Regions from separate parts of the Arabidopsis thaliana genome. Here region 1 is linked to region 2. The links are chromatin contacts, called in public capture Hi-C maps. All regions are on one chromosome and are shown on one strand. The core of a region is the stretch at or near the end of the contact, and the rest is flanking DNA. Distances in the headings are between cores, read along the strand shown.

Evidence for each region. Capture Hi-C pulls out chosen DNA fragments and counts their contacts.
Region 1: a contact with region 2 is called in a capture Hi-C map of seedling, with 2.6 times the contacts expected there. A contact is called at or near these places in 2 of 3 other capture datasets (seedling and shoot).

The regions. Positions count from the first base shown.
Region 1 is chr1:10,179,442-10,186,451 of TAIR10.1, forward strand. It overlaps AT1G29160 (Dof-type zinc finger DNA-binding family protein), which reads right to left and starts at 5,071. Exons shown (of 1, transcript NM_102657.2): 1 at 3,949-5,071. The coding sequence starts at 4,883. The coding sequence ends at 4,356. AT1G29140 (Pollen Ole e 1 allergen and extensin family protein) reads left to right here. Exons shown (of 2, transcript NM_102655.4): 2 at 24-784. The coding sequence ends at 370. ATS9 (non-ATPase subunit 9) reads left to right here and starts at 861. Exons shown (of 2, transcript NM_102656.4): 1 at 861-1,156; 2 at 1,773-3,347. The coding sequence starts at 1,799. The coding sequence ends at 3,058.
Region 2 is chr1:9,784,433-9,790,968 of TAIR10.1, forward strand. It overlaps AT1G28080 (RING finger protein), which reads left to right and starts at 5,259. Exons shown (of 4, transcript NM_001332798.1): 1 at 5,259-6,133; 2 at 6,242-6,292; 3 at 6,402-6,474. The coding sequence starts at 5,394.

The sequences.
Region 1 (7,010 bases), core at 3,821-6,320, 390 kb after region 2:
TTACGTTATTGTGTGTATATCAGGGGCAAAGGTAAAGCTTGAGTGCAAGGGTCGTGAGAACCAGACAGTGACCCTAACCAAAGAAGCCGTGACCGACAACGCCGGTAACTACCAGATGGAAGTAATGGGTGACCACGAAGAGGAAGTGTGCGAGATCGTCCTCCTCCAATCACCTGACCCAGAGTGTGGAGACGTGAACAACCAAGAATTCCTAAGAAACGCAGCCAGAATCAGTCTCACGGCCAATGATGGCATTGTCTCCAACGAGACTCGAACCATTAACCCACTTGGGTTCATGAGGAAGACTCCTCTCGCTGAATGCCCTCAAGTTTTCAAGGAGCTTGGAATCGTCCCTGACGTCACCTTCTAAGCTTAATATACATATATACACACCCATATACATCGATCTCTCAAAGTCTCAACACTTTCAATTTTTTTGATGACTCTTTTTAATATATAAAACATTTATTTATGTTTTTTATGTGTCTGTCTGAGTTTACTAATTAACCATGTTTTTTTTTCGTTGTTATTGTTTTATTTTTGGGAGTTCTTTTTTACGAATGATTTGATTACCTTCCAATATTTATTTGTTACTTTTCGATTGAACAGATACATGCATGATGTAGTGAAAAACCCTACTCTAAAATAAATTTAAATCATTTACATGCATAGTGAAATTTATGACAGTTTGAGAAAGCTACATATGTAACATATAATGTGAATTATAGTTTGAGGTAAATGACTCAAACTGAAATAAGCAAAAGACAACAAATAAAATCGAACCCTTACCTAAAGAAGGCGGATCAGAGTTTTGTATATATTGGGCCTTTAGTCTGAGCCACTAGGCCTGAATCACAAAACGCGTTTTCACGACAAGCGTTTGCACCAGGATCTTTTGCAGCGTCTGGCGTTGGTTTTCAAACTCTGAATCCGAAACGCTAGATTTTAAGACGCCGAATTTGTTAAGCGTTCTCTATTTCCTGATTTCAGCATCTAAAGACAAATATACCCTTCAAAAAATTGTAAAACTACGAGAAGACTGTCCATTTATCTTTTCTTTCAAGCCAAAAAAAACTCTCGAATCTTCTTCTTCTTATTTCTTCTATACCGTCGTCGAAAAGCTTTACCAAAATCTCACGCCCCCGACGATTCATCGGTAAGTCTTGTTCTTGCGAAATTTCATTAATTCTTCTTCTGGGTTTGCTTATCAGATCTGCTTAATTCTGGGTTTTGGTATGCGTATTGTTTTCGATGTTTTAAAAAACCACATCTGGTTCCTTGTCTCGATAGTTCTAGGGTTTAGCTTTCTTCGATTTAGTTGATCTCAGTGAAGATGGGCCCGAGGATGTTCTAATTCTGATTGAAAGAAGCTGAATACAAAATTAAATAGATCTTAAAAGTATTTGAGTCGAAGAATTCGAACTGAATAAGTTAGTAATTACTGAACTATGTCTCTGTGATTCATCTTATTACTTAAAAATTAGGTTATAGTTTCATAGGCTTTGTAATTCAGTTCCTGTATTACTTATTGTAGCCTCGTTGTATCTTTGTCTTTGATAGATCTCTAGGCTTGTCTTGATCATTAGGTACAGAAGAGTTGATAAATTACAGTGATAAATTACCATCGTGGCTTGTCTTTATCTGATTATCTTGGTAATGTATCGAAGATGGATTTGTTTTTGTAGTGATGTGAAACCTAAAGAGTATCAATAAGCTTGAAAGGAGAAATATTTGAACATTGCATTAACAGGTCTATGGCTTTATTGTTGCAGGGATTTGAGTTTGCACTAAACCCACAATGGTTTCCTATCGTGCTACCACAGAGACGATTTCCCTGGCTTTAGAAGCCAACAGCTCGGAGGCTATTACGATACTGTACCAGGTTTTGGAAGACCCTTCTTCATCTCCTGAGGCTATACGGATCAAGGAGCAAGCGATTACAAACCTTTGTGATCGATTGACTGAAGAGAAGAGAGGTGAGGATCTCCGGAAACTGTTGACCAAGTTGAGGCCTTTCTTTTCCTTAATCCCCAAGGCGAAAACTGCGAAAATCGTCAGAGGAATCATTGATGCTGTGGCAAAGATTCCTGGAACAACTGATCTCCAGATCACTCTCTGCAAAGAGATGGTCGAATGGACCCGCGCTGAGAAGCGTACTTTCCTCAGGCAGCGAGTAGAGGCTAGGCTTGCAGCTCTTTTGATGGAGAACAAGGAGTATGTTGAAGCTTTGGCGTTGTTGAGTACTTTGGTAAAAGAGGTTAGGAGATTAGATGATAAGCTCCTTCTGGTCGACATAGACTTGCTGGAGAGCAAACTTCACTTCTCATTGAGAAACTTACCCAAGGCAAAAGCTGCACTCACTGCAGCTAGGACAGCTGCTAACGCTATATATGTCCCACCAGCTCAACAAGGCACGATAGATCTGCAGAGTGGGATTCTTCATGCTGAAGAGAAAGACTACAAAACCGGATACAGTTACTTCTTTGAAGCCTTTGAGTCCTTCAACGCTCTCGGAGATCCGAGAGCGGTTTTCAGTTTGAAGTACATGTTACTGTGCAAGATCATGGTTAGCCAAGCTGATGATGTTGCAGGAATAATCTCCTCAAAGGCTGGACTACAGTACGTTGGCCCTGACCTGGATGCCATGAAAGCAGTCGCTGATGCTCACTCGAAGAGGTCCTTGAAGTTGTTTGAGAACGCACTCCGTGACTACAAAGCACAGCTTGAAGATGACCCAATTGTCCACAGGCATCTCTCTTCTCTCTATGACACGCTTCTGGAGCAAAATCTGTGTCGTTTGATCGAGCCCTTCTCAAGAGTTGAGATAGCTCACATTGCTGAGCTCATTGGATTGCCGCTCGACCATGTGGAAAAGAAGCTATCTCAGATGATACTCGACAAGAAATTTGCAGGTACCTTGGATCAAGGAGCTGGATGCCTCATCATCTTCGAAGACCCAAAGGCAGATGCTATCTACTCGGCTACCCTCGAAACCATTGCAAACATGGGGAAGGTCGTCGACAGCCTTTATGTCCGGTCTGCCAAAATCATGTCCTGAGAGAGTGAGTGAGTTGGTCGTATGAATCTCATTCTATCGTTCTTTCTTTCTGGTTTTAGATATCGTTTGGACTCAAAGAAACTGATGTTTCTCAATGGAGAAAGTAAACTTGTCTGAATTGTTCACATTACTCGTTTTGCTTATGATCTTATTATGTCATGGTTTCTTACCTTTTATTAGTGCTTAAAATGTAGTTTGTTTTCATCTGGTTGTTGCAGTTTCTTTTTCTTAGCCTCGCAAGTCAACATTGTGTTCTCTTTTTCCAAAACCTTTAATCTTTACCTCATCCAAATCTCATTGATTTTTCTATCTCCGCATTTATAAATTCTGACCAACCCAGAACTCAATTCACAGGACCCACCATTTCTTTTCTCAACTCAGGACATGACTTGCACACAAGCAAGTCTTGATTTTGTTCTCTTCTTCTGTCATATTCTTTTATGTGCTGCTTCATCACAGTAGCTTTTCTAGTTAGCTTCGTGATTATTGATGAAGTAAACAAATTCTGTTAAAACGTTTATTTTAAATGTTAACACTAAAATGTGACATACTACAGTCATCCACAAAAATGTTGATAAGGCATATATTTTCACAAATCATAATATTTCGTTAAGATTTAAGACATTTTTTTGGCTGTTTGAAAAGGTTATTTATCATTAGTGGTTTACTGGTCTTTTATTGGAAGGACAAACATTTAGAGTGTTCCAATATTTGTTCAATTTCTTCTTCATAAACAGTAAAAACCTTATTCTAGTTATGTAGGTATCCCATTATTGTGTGATTGTCAGTTTATAGCTGAAAAGTGAAAACTTAAATGTCCAATTGAATGAGGTTTCTTCTTGGTTGAAAGATTAACTAGACTAATGTCCATAATCTTTAACTAACTTTACGTACACTTAAACGATGCGAAGCTACAAAGACCAAAAAAGTTAGATTTCTATAGGTTTATGAGATTGAGCAATAATAACTAAAAAAATTAGTACTACTAATAAATAGTTTCAAGGATAATTAATGGTCAACCACACCGTCTTTGTTTAGAGAAGAAAAATCCCACGGCCACGAGCTTCAATTTACAGCAAGAGAAATTAAAAAGCAACAGCTGTTTAGTAGATAAGCAAGTATTAAAAACCTACTAATTAATTAGTAATTAACTAGTTAAATTTTGTTGCTAGCCTGTACGTATCCAGAGTAATCAAAGCAAAGCAAATTTAACCACGTTCTTTCTTTCTACGGGTTAAATTATAGCAAACCACCCAAACCCAAACCCGAAAACAAACAAATAAAAATGTAAAAATAATTAACAAGATTGACCATCGGTGTAACAACGGAGCCTCTTCACCGGAAAATCATGCCGGAAACCACCGTGAGACGCCGTAGCAGCTCTCCACTCTTCCACTAGCAAAGCATCTAGCTCGACCTGATCAACAGCTCCAGTCGCAGCTCCAAGCAACTCAGCGAACCCACCGACACGTCCGGGAGGTTTTGACTTCCGACGACCGGCACCGACGGGAACATTCCGGAGAGCTCCACCGGCGGTCCAGTAACGTTGACAACCTTTGCAGAAGTGTCTTGGTTGATTAACGTTGTAGTTGTTGAAGTAACAAAACTTAGTCTCCATGCTCTTGCATCTCGGACATGGTATGATCTTGTCTGGACGCTTCTCAGCCGTCAGATCCGATGAGGGTGATCTAACGGCTGTTGTTGCTTGTAGCTCTGGCTGTTGTTGTTGTTGCTGCTCTTCTTTTTTTATCGTCTGTGTGATGTTGGCGTTGAATGTTATGGTTTTGCCAAAGAGTTTAATCCCTTGAGAATCTTGGGTCGCCATTAAAATGAGAGAGAGATAGAGAGAGAGAGAGAGAGACAAAGAGATTAAAGAGAGAGTTGTGATTAAGTTTCTTGCAGTGATGAAAGAGAGAAGAGACGTTTATAGGAAGAAGATTTCAATGTGTTTTTTTCTTTTCTTTTTGTAAAAAGATTTTGTGAAAACATTATTATATCTTTATCGTAAGAAAGGAGAGAAAAGCAATAGTGTTAGTAGGGAGAATATTAAAAAAAAATAATGAAAGAATATGTTAGGCACATTTATTGCTTATTGCATTCAAAGAAATATCGATCCATATATATCAGCTGACAAAATGTGTGTGTTCTTTTGCTTTTTTTTTTTTCCTTTTCTCCAAAATGTGTGTATTTTGGTACAGTTCTCCATTGTCTTTCCGTATATTTTAAAAAGTTTTTTTAGGAACAGTGATGTTTAACATCTCCTTTAAAAAAAATAAAAAATTGACATGACTTTTATCAAAATTTGTGTAAATTCTAGTTTTTTTTTTATAATTTACTCCCTTTGCTAAATTTCCAAATCACTAATAATATATGAATTATGCGGGATACTTACAGTGCCTAAAACTACTATAATTAACTTACAAGCTATCCAAATGTTTGTTTATCTTGGGTAAAAAAAGGCTTTGTTCGATTTAATTAATTCATAAAATTTATATTAAGATATTATTGAATATTTTTAAAATGATGTTAGTATGTCAACAGTGATTTGGAAGGGATACGTATGTTCAGTGGCAAATTCTTAATATTTTCTGAACTGGGGCTGTGTATCACAAAACAAAATTAAGATCACATTCAAAACCTAATTATATTATCCATATAATATAACTATTATTTCCTTTTAAATTCGCATAAGCATCATCCATTTCTTTTTGTTTTCACCGTTGACTAACATTTTTGGATGATTGCATCTTTGGAAATATGAGGAGAGCAATTTAAGTAGGTAACTCTCATTTCTAGTTTACTACCGGTTTCGACCCCAGTGCTTTGACCCAGTTCTTCAACATGAGATGAATATGTGAGGTCTATAGGTTTAAATTAAACAAAAAATATTTATCAAAATCTCCAAAATGTATAAATAATATAGAAATTAGGAAAAAAACATATGGAAACTTATGCGATTGAAAAAGTAAATGATGTTTCTATCAGCTGAGAACCACAACTATTAACATATAATTTTCTATTTTATGTGTATCTCCTTAATATATTTCAATGAATCTTTATTTAAGTGAGAATGATTTGGATTTGGACAAAGCCGCCAAAGAGAGAGCGTTTTTGGTGTGTTGCGTAGAAAAGGAGAAGAGATGAATAAGCATAATTAAGCATGAATGAGTAGAGGGATCAGCTTTCAATTCTAGGCTCACATCATCTTTTGGCCACTCTTTTCCAAGTCATCCATCCATTTTCTTCATTTCTTTATTTATTTCGAATAAATATAGTCCCTTTTTATTTAATAGTATTAGTAGAGTTTTGTTTTCTTATATAAAATAATATAAGCAGAGTTGAATCTACATTAAATTTATGTCAGTAAACATGACAAAAAAAAACAATAATGTTTTGATAAGGCGCGTAATTTTTTTCTTTTATAAGAGTTGGATTCATATTTTCACAAACCAGTAGATTACATTTCATGATTTTATGGGGTGTGTAAATTTTATATTCAAAGGTTTACGTCATATATATTGAAGTGAATGATCTAATGTTTTATTATTGAGACGACAATGAAACTATAGAAAAAAATTTAATATTAGATTTGTGTTCATAACTACAATAAAACTTAAAGAAAAATAAAAAATTAATACCATCTTCGTTTTATAATAGAAGATGTTTTGGGAAAACTTGTTTGTTTTATATTATAAATGTTTTCAAGTTTTTATACAAATTATATATTATTTCATATTTTCTAATTATTTTGATTATGCCGTACCTTTTTCATGATTGGATGAACCTTTTAAAAAAAGATACTTCTTAATCTGCATTTTTAGTTAAAAAATCGTATAATTTGAACGGAATAAATATTTAATTTGAATTTATTTTTCAAAGTTTTTTAAGATCTTACAAGGGATCATTTATGTTGGGATGAAACATCTGATTGATGGAGAGAAACCAATTGTGG
Region 2 (6,536 bases), core at 4,009-6,508:
ATTTATAAATCAAAAGTTAATCCTTGATTATTTTTTTGGTTTTGACCAAAATAAAAATGGCTTTATACAATAAATTATAATCGAACCATAATTGAATGGCATTTCCCCCTAACATTGTCAACTTTTGCAATCATACATATAATATATTGAAATAAAAATGGCAGTAATTCACAGCAACTACAGCTCACATTCAATGAACAACTTATACGATCAATTAATTATTAATGCAAACAATCAAAGAAGAATTATCATCAGAACTAGTGAGGCTCATTTCTGTCACATTAAATGTTTAATAATACTATATATGGAAAAGTCAAATTATAAACAAGATCTTTGGGTTGCATTAGCTATATCTCGGGATTTTGATTCATTGACCTCAATGGGAGTTATTACGAAAGGAAGCTAATTAAGGCGAGATATGTCTAGCTATCTTTGTGATTTCAAGTTGTTGTGTGAACAACTTAACCATATTGGAAAGCTATTGTCCGAAATGATGATCTTTTTTCGTTAATTTGTGTTAAGATCTTAGTAAAGAATACATGAGTCATTTTGAAAATGTGATCAAACTTCTATGTATTAGCGTTATATATACAAAACACGTATATATACGAAGCACGTATCCCATCTTATGCTCTTGCAACTATCACTCCTCATTTGCGCTTTGAAGCTCATATTTGCTTATGAGAATGAAACACCTCATTCTGAACTTTCTTAAAACAACTACAATCTTACGTGTAATGGCTAGCTAATAAGGCAGATGAAGTACTTGATAGGGTTTAGGGGTTATAAGGTCGTGAGAACTTCTTTTACTCTTGGGCGTCGTGGATTTCCTCAACATGGCCTACAGGCTATATCAAACCAAAATAACTTTGAGAAACAAAAAACAATCGAGGTTCTACCGACCTCTTCAAATCATTGTAATTTATAAATGTTGGAGTCACTTTCAGAAAGTGGCTAAATTCTTAAAGCTCTAGCTGTTATGTTAATCTATATGGTCTGCAATGAATAGGATGGACTCGTGATTCTAGTGCTTTTTCTCACATCACATAGAGACATGAACCTCTTCAAGAAGCAACATCTTACTCAGGTTCAAAATTTCATGGTTGGTGTTGGAGTCTTCATACATACTCACATGTTGGCTTCATATTATGTACCACTTCATGTATTATTTATCTTGAGAATGTTATGATTTTTCCAACTGTTCATATCTTTTTTTTTTTTTTATCTCTTAAGAATGTTATGGTTTTTCGAACGATGTGATAATGTTCCTTTTGAGTTTTGTTTGTTTAATTTCAGATAAGATGGGTGTCTTTAAAAGTTGGGAGACTTAGGTGTTACGTTGCTCTACTCCTCACCCATAACTATAGTGATTATCTATGATGTCTAACATTAAGCGAGTTGTAACATCATTTCTATGGATCCTCAACCTCGAAAGAATATCAAACCTATGTAATAAACCAGATGGAAAAGAATTCCAAACTTTCGTTTCAGAGTTTGTTTTGTATGTACCTTGACCATCATTGACATTAATAGACATGATTTTAAAGCGTTCGTATGAAAAACATACCATTATAAACAAAGAAATATCATTTTTTATTTTATTTTTATATACCATTTATTGTGAGTCTTATATATATATTTGGATTTAATATATATATACTAGGGTTCTTTCACTTTTGTATTTAAGTTAACTTAATATTTTTTTGTAATAATTGGTTCGTAAATGTTTAAAATCTGTGTTGTTCCTGACAATACTCAGGTTTATCTTGTAGTCATCTAGGCTGGACTGGACTTTGAAATACAAATCCGAGAGAAAACGGATCTGACCAAGCCGAGTTAAAAATAAATTTACATGCTCGCGAATTTCAGGTTGGACTAAAGTGCCTTTACCAAATAAAAAGACAATGCTACACCAATATGAGTATTCCGATCGCATCTAATATGCATGCTCAAAAAGGTTCCTTACTACACAGTTATCTTTATTCTGTTTTAAAACCCTTTTTCTATATTACTACATTAAATTAGCGAGATATGACAACGAAATAGTCAATCAGTCGTTGCTACGTCAAAATTTCGCTAACTTTTTGCAACGATTTTTAGTAATAATGTTTCTTATAATATTTCACTAAGATTAATCAGCTGCTAAGTTAGTAGATCACCAGATCACTCTTATTCTACGTACGTTGGACTCATGTTTATCAGTTAATAGTTATCACCGTCACAAAAATCTTTTTTTGTTTTTGTTTTTGGTATAAGATCATAATAAACAAAATAAATGTTATGTTTTACTAAACATTCATAAATTATCAGTAATTATCTTCTAGTTTAGGGAAAGTATATACTTCGATCTATTTCATTGGGAAGTTTGCTAAGCGAAAATATACATTTATGATCAGATATTAGGGATGAACTATTATGATCGTTTATTTTTGAATCAAATAAACTATGAGCTTATAATACATAGACATTTTCGTATATTATCATAAAAGTTCTTTTTTTATATTTGAATTATCAAGAAGCTTCAAACATTCGATACATAATATGTTCCAAGTTCAAGAAGACAGGAACATATCGAATTAAGTTATTTCATTTTTATTTACTGTCAAAACGCGAACTTGATACGTAGAAATACTCCCCCTTAGGATTCGGCTGTTGTCTACCTTTTTTGTCGACCACTATAGACTATATTTGTGGTATAATTTCAGTTGATATTGATCCAAAAAGCACATAATAGCTCTTCGGAAGGTAAGAAAGTGACAGCGGCAGCAAAGACGACTTCACAATTATAGACAACTTAGATGCATGCATGTACGGATAGAACAAAATCTAAAAACATTCGGAGTGCAAAGTATATGTATATAATCAGGAAGAAAAAAAAATGTTATGTATATGAATGTGTAATTGAATAATTTGTTCGAAATGATAGAAAACTTGTTATATGTGATTCCAAGTTAAAGATTTGAGTTTCACTATCGACGACAATTATTGTGGTCTCACCTTTGCTACTGCTTACTATAGATAGACGTCTTAAATAGCAAAAATATTCGGTTTTATAAATGTGATTTGGGTTTCGGTCCTGGATCTATAGCTACTAGGTCTGGTTATATATATGTATATATTCCCATGTATATACGTAAAAACAATCGGGTGGGGGTCACATGGAGTTCAGAGAAAGAGCAGAAGAGTCCCCACGTCGTCTGTGGTTTGGGTCCTCGGGCTATGGGGATACCAAACACCATCATGCATGCCCAACTCTCTTTTTCATTATTTTTCTCTTTCTTTTTTGATTTTAATTATACCATTTTAGGGTTTTCTTTTGTATATTCATGTCATCCTACAACCATCGAATATATAACCCACATTTTTCCCTTACATATATTAAAAAGGAAAAAAAGAATCCATGCTTTACCAATTTCTACTCCTACTTTATTTCCCTTGCATCATTTCTTTATTATTAGCCTTTCATTCTCTCTTCACGCTCCCTTTTATGGTTTCCTTTTCGTTTGATTCAACTTCCCATCATGCATGTATATATATTAGTACTATATTCTATGTAAAATTCCAAGTAATCTATCTTATTATTGACATTTTGACAGATATTGTCATCATATTCCTCTCCACTCTCTGCCCATTCCACTTGCCTCATTTCTAATCTAAAGGATATATTTTATTATCTTATCAAGTCACTCATGCACCCTTTCTCTGTTTATGCATATGTGTAATTAAGTGCAACTCAAGTACTCCTTCATATATTTTTTTAAAACAATCTTACAAAAATAAACAAGATGCACGTACCTTTGTTTTACACATTATTAACATCAAAAACCATCAATCACTAGATAAGCGTCGCAGTGAAAATGCATTTATTATAATTGATTATCCATTTTGATAAATATTATAAAACTTATTTAAGATAATAGAAATATATACCAGAAAGTTTTTTCTTAAATCAATATTTAGTTTTTCAAGCTGAAACTAATACTACAATATAGAAATTTTCAATATAATTTACTGTAACTCCTAGGACCAAAATACTTCTACGCAGACTGTGATTTGTAGTTATAAATATAACTTGTAGTAGTATAACATTAGCGCCTCGATATTCACAAGTTCTTTTGCTAGGGTTGATAGTTGATACACATGATTAACTTATGATGTTATTTCATAAGACTTTAATGAAAAGATAAAGTTGTAAGACTGTTGAAATGTTTTAGGAAATGAGTGATTTTTATAGAAAACAAAAAGGAGATTGCAATGATCGTAATTGAAGATTAAATTAGTTGACGATCATTACAACAAAAATGGAACGTACATATATATATGATCTTCTTACATGTATGGAACATGGTTCGGATTAAAAGTTAAATTAACATGAACTTCTGTGCGTTAAAAGTTAATCAATAACAGGTGCTTTTATTCCTTTTCAGTAAAAAAATGCATGGTCTTTATTGTATTTTGTGTAAGATTATATCAAAAATTCTAAAAGACTCATGTGATGAATAACTCTATTGTATAGCAAATTAATTGTTTGATAAAATAATATCGAAATAATATACAAATTAACATGGATTATGGTCTGAAAGATCAGTACAATGAAGAACTAAATTTGACTTGAGAGCACATCCTTAGAAATTTTCCCTTCTACCAAAATAAAATAAAAGAGAAAACCAACTTGAAAGAAATAAACAGCTTAAAATTATCCCAAAAATCTCATTAGAAATCCATCCAATTAGGGCTAAAAATAAACTTTCTAAGGATATTAGTAATTAAATTCCCTTAAAAACAAAATAATAACTTTGTCTGTCAATTTTTTGTCCTCGGAACATGGCCTTAAAAAAGCGATTAGCTGGATCGATCACACACCCCATTTCATCCTTTTTTCATATAAGGAATACCTTTCGTCCTTTTAAAGTCAATAAAACCCAAATAAACTTTTACAGAAATAATTAATATTGTTTATTCATTTTGAGTAAGAAAAAGAAAAAGTGTAGTCCTAAATTATATAAACTTTTACATTACGTATATATGATCTCTACGTACATGAAATTTTTCATAATTTCAGATATTTCTATTGAATTAAATCTGACAGACAGAGAGACCATCACACCCCTCTCTCTTTCTTACATTCCCACAAGCTTCCAAACAAAGAGAATTAATGGAAAGTAAGATTTTCAAAGGAATAATTTCTCTTCCTCGTCCTCTCTCACTCACAACCCTACGCATTTAAAATTATTGAAAAACTATGTAGTATATTAAATAATTAAAAGGAAATAAATAAACAAAACCCTTATCTTCTTCATGAGAATCATTTCTTCTCCACAAAACCATACCTTCTCTAACCCCTCTTCTCACTTTTCAATAACCCCTCCATATATGACTCATGCTGAGATCATATGACCAATATGGTTCCTCTTGAATCCTCAACGCTTTTCGGTGTTTACGGCGGTTTCACGGACTCGATGATGATGAGAGAAACAACTACCAACAATCAAGATCCTAGTGGAGATACATGTTCCGTCTCCGATCCAGCACCAGGTTCTACTGATTATTATAACATCTCTTCTTCTCCAGTGAAAGACGACGGAACGGCCCCAAAGAACGACGTCGTTTGTTCTATTAACGTAGACGATAATAAAGACAAATCTTGGCTCCGCTTAGGTATAGGCCCTGAGGAGAACACGGATGGCTCGTATAAGCTCCAACGTTGTTGTAGCAAAAACGGAAGTGGAAGAGAGAATTCATTAGAGCTGAGCTTGTTCTCTTCATCCTCAACCGCGGTTAGTAGTAGTATAGATCACCTACCGACGCAACCGTTGCAGCTGCCATATCATCATGATCAGTTATTGACGATGCGTGGACCGTCGTTGGTTTACAACCACCAATTAATGAAGCCTCAAACGTTATTAAATCGCGGCTTTTCGTTTCCATCTTCAAAGCCGTGGATACCTCAATATATGGCGCCGTTTAGACCGTCATCATTGAGTGACCGTGACGTCACTAATAATAATAGTCTTTCAAGAAGCTGTTGTGTGGATGAGGGAGGAGCTGGACCAAGCTCTGAGTTTAGGGTTCTTGATCCTCCAAGAAGACCACATTCTGGTCTTTGGTTTCTTCTTCAAGCTTCACAATTTCAGTAAGTATTTTTTTTCTTTCTAGATTCATTTTTAGTTAAATTCTATTTATTTTAGTATGTAACGCATGTGCATGTATATGTTTTATAACGTTGGATTTGTGAACGCAGGGAAAGGGAACCGTTCTTGCCTCAAGTAAATAAAAGCTACTTGAGAATCAAGTAAGTCTATTTTTTTGTCTCATGCGTTATAAAAGTTCTTTGTTTAGGGGAGTTTCTTCTGTTAATTATATTCTAATTAACAAATTTGTTTTCAATTTGCATGGATAAGAGATGGGAGAATCACTGTTAGATTGTTAATTAAGTACCTCATGAAGAAACTTGAATTGGATAGCGAATCTGAGGTAAATATCTAAACTCCAACTCTTTTATATACGTTTTTTATCTTCCAAGTTTAGGGGCTGCG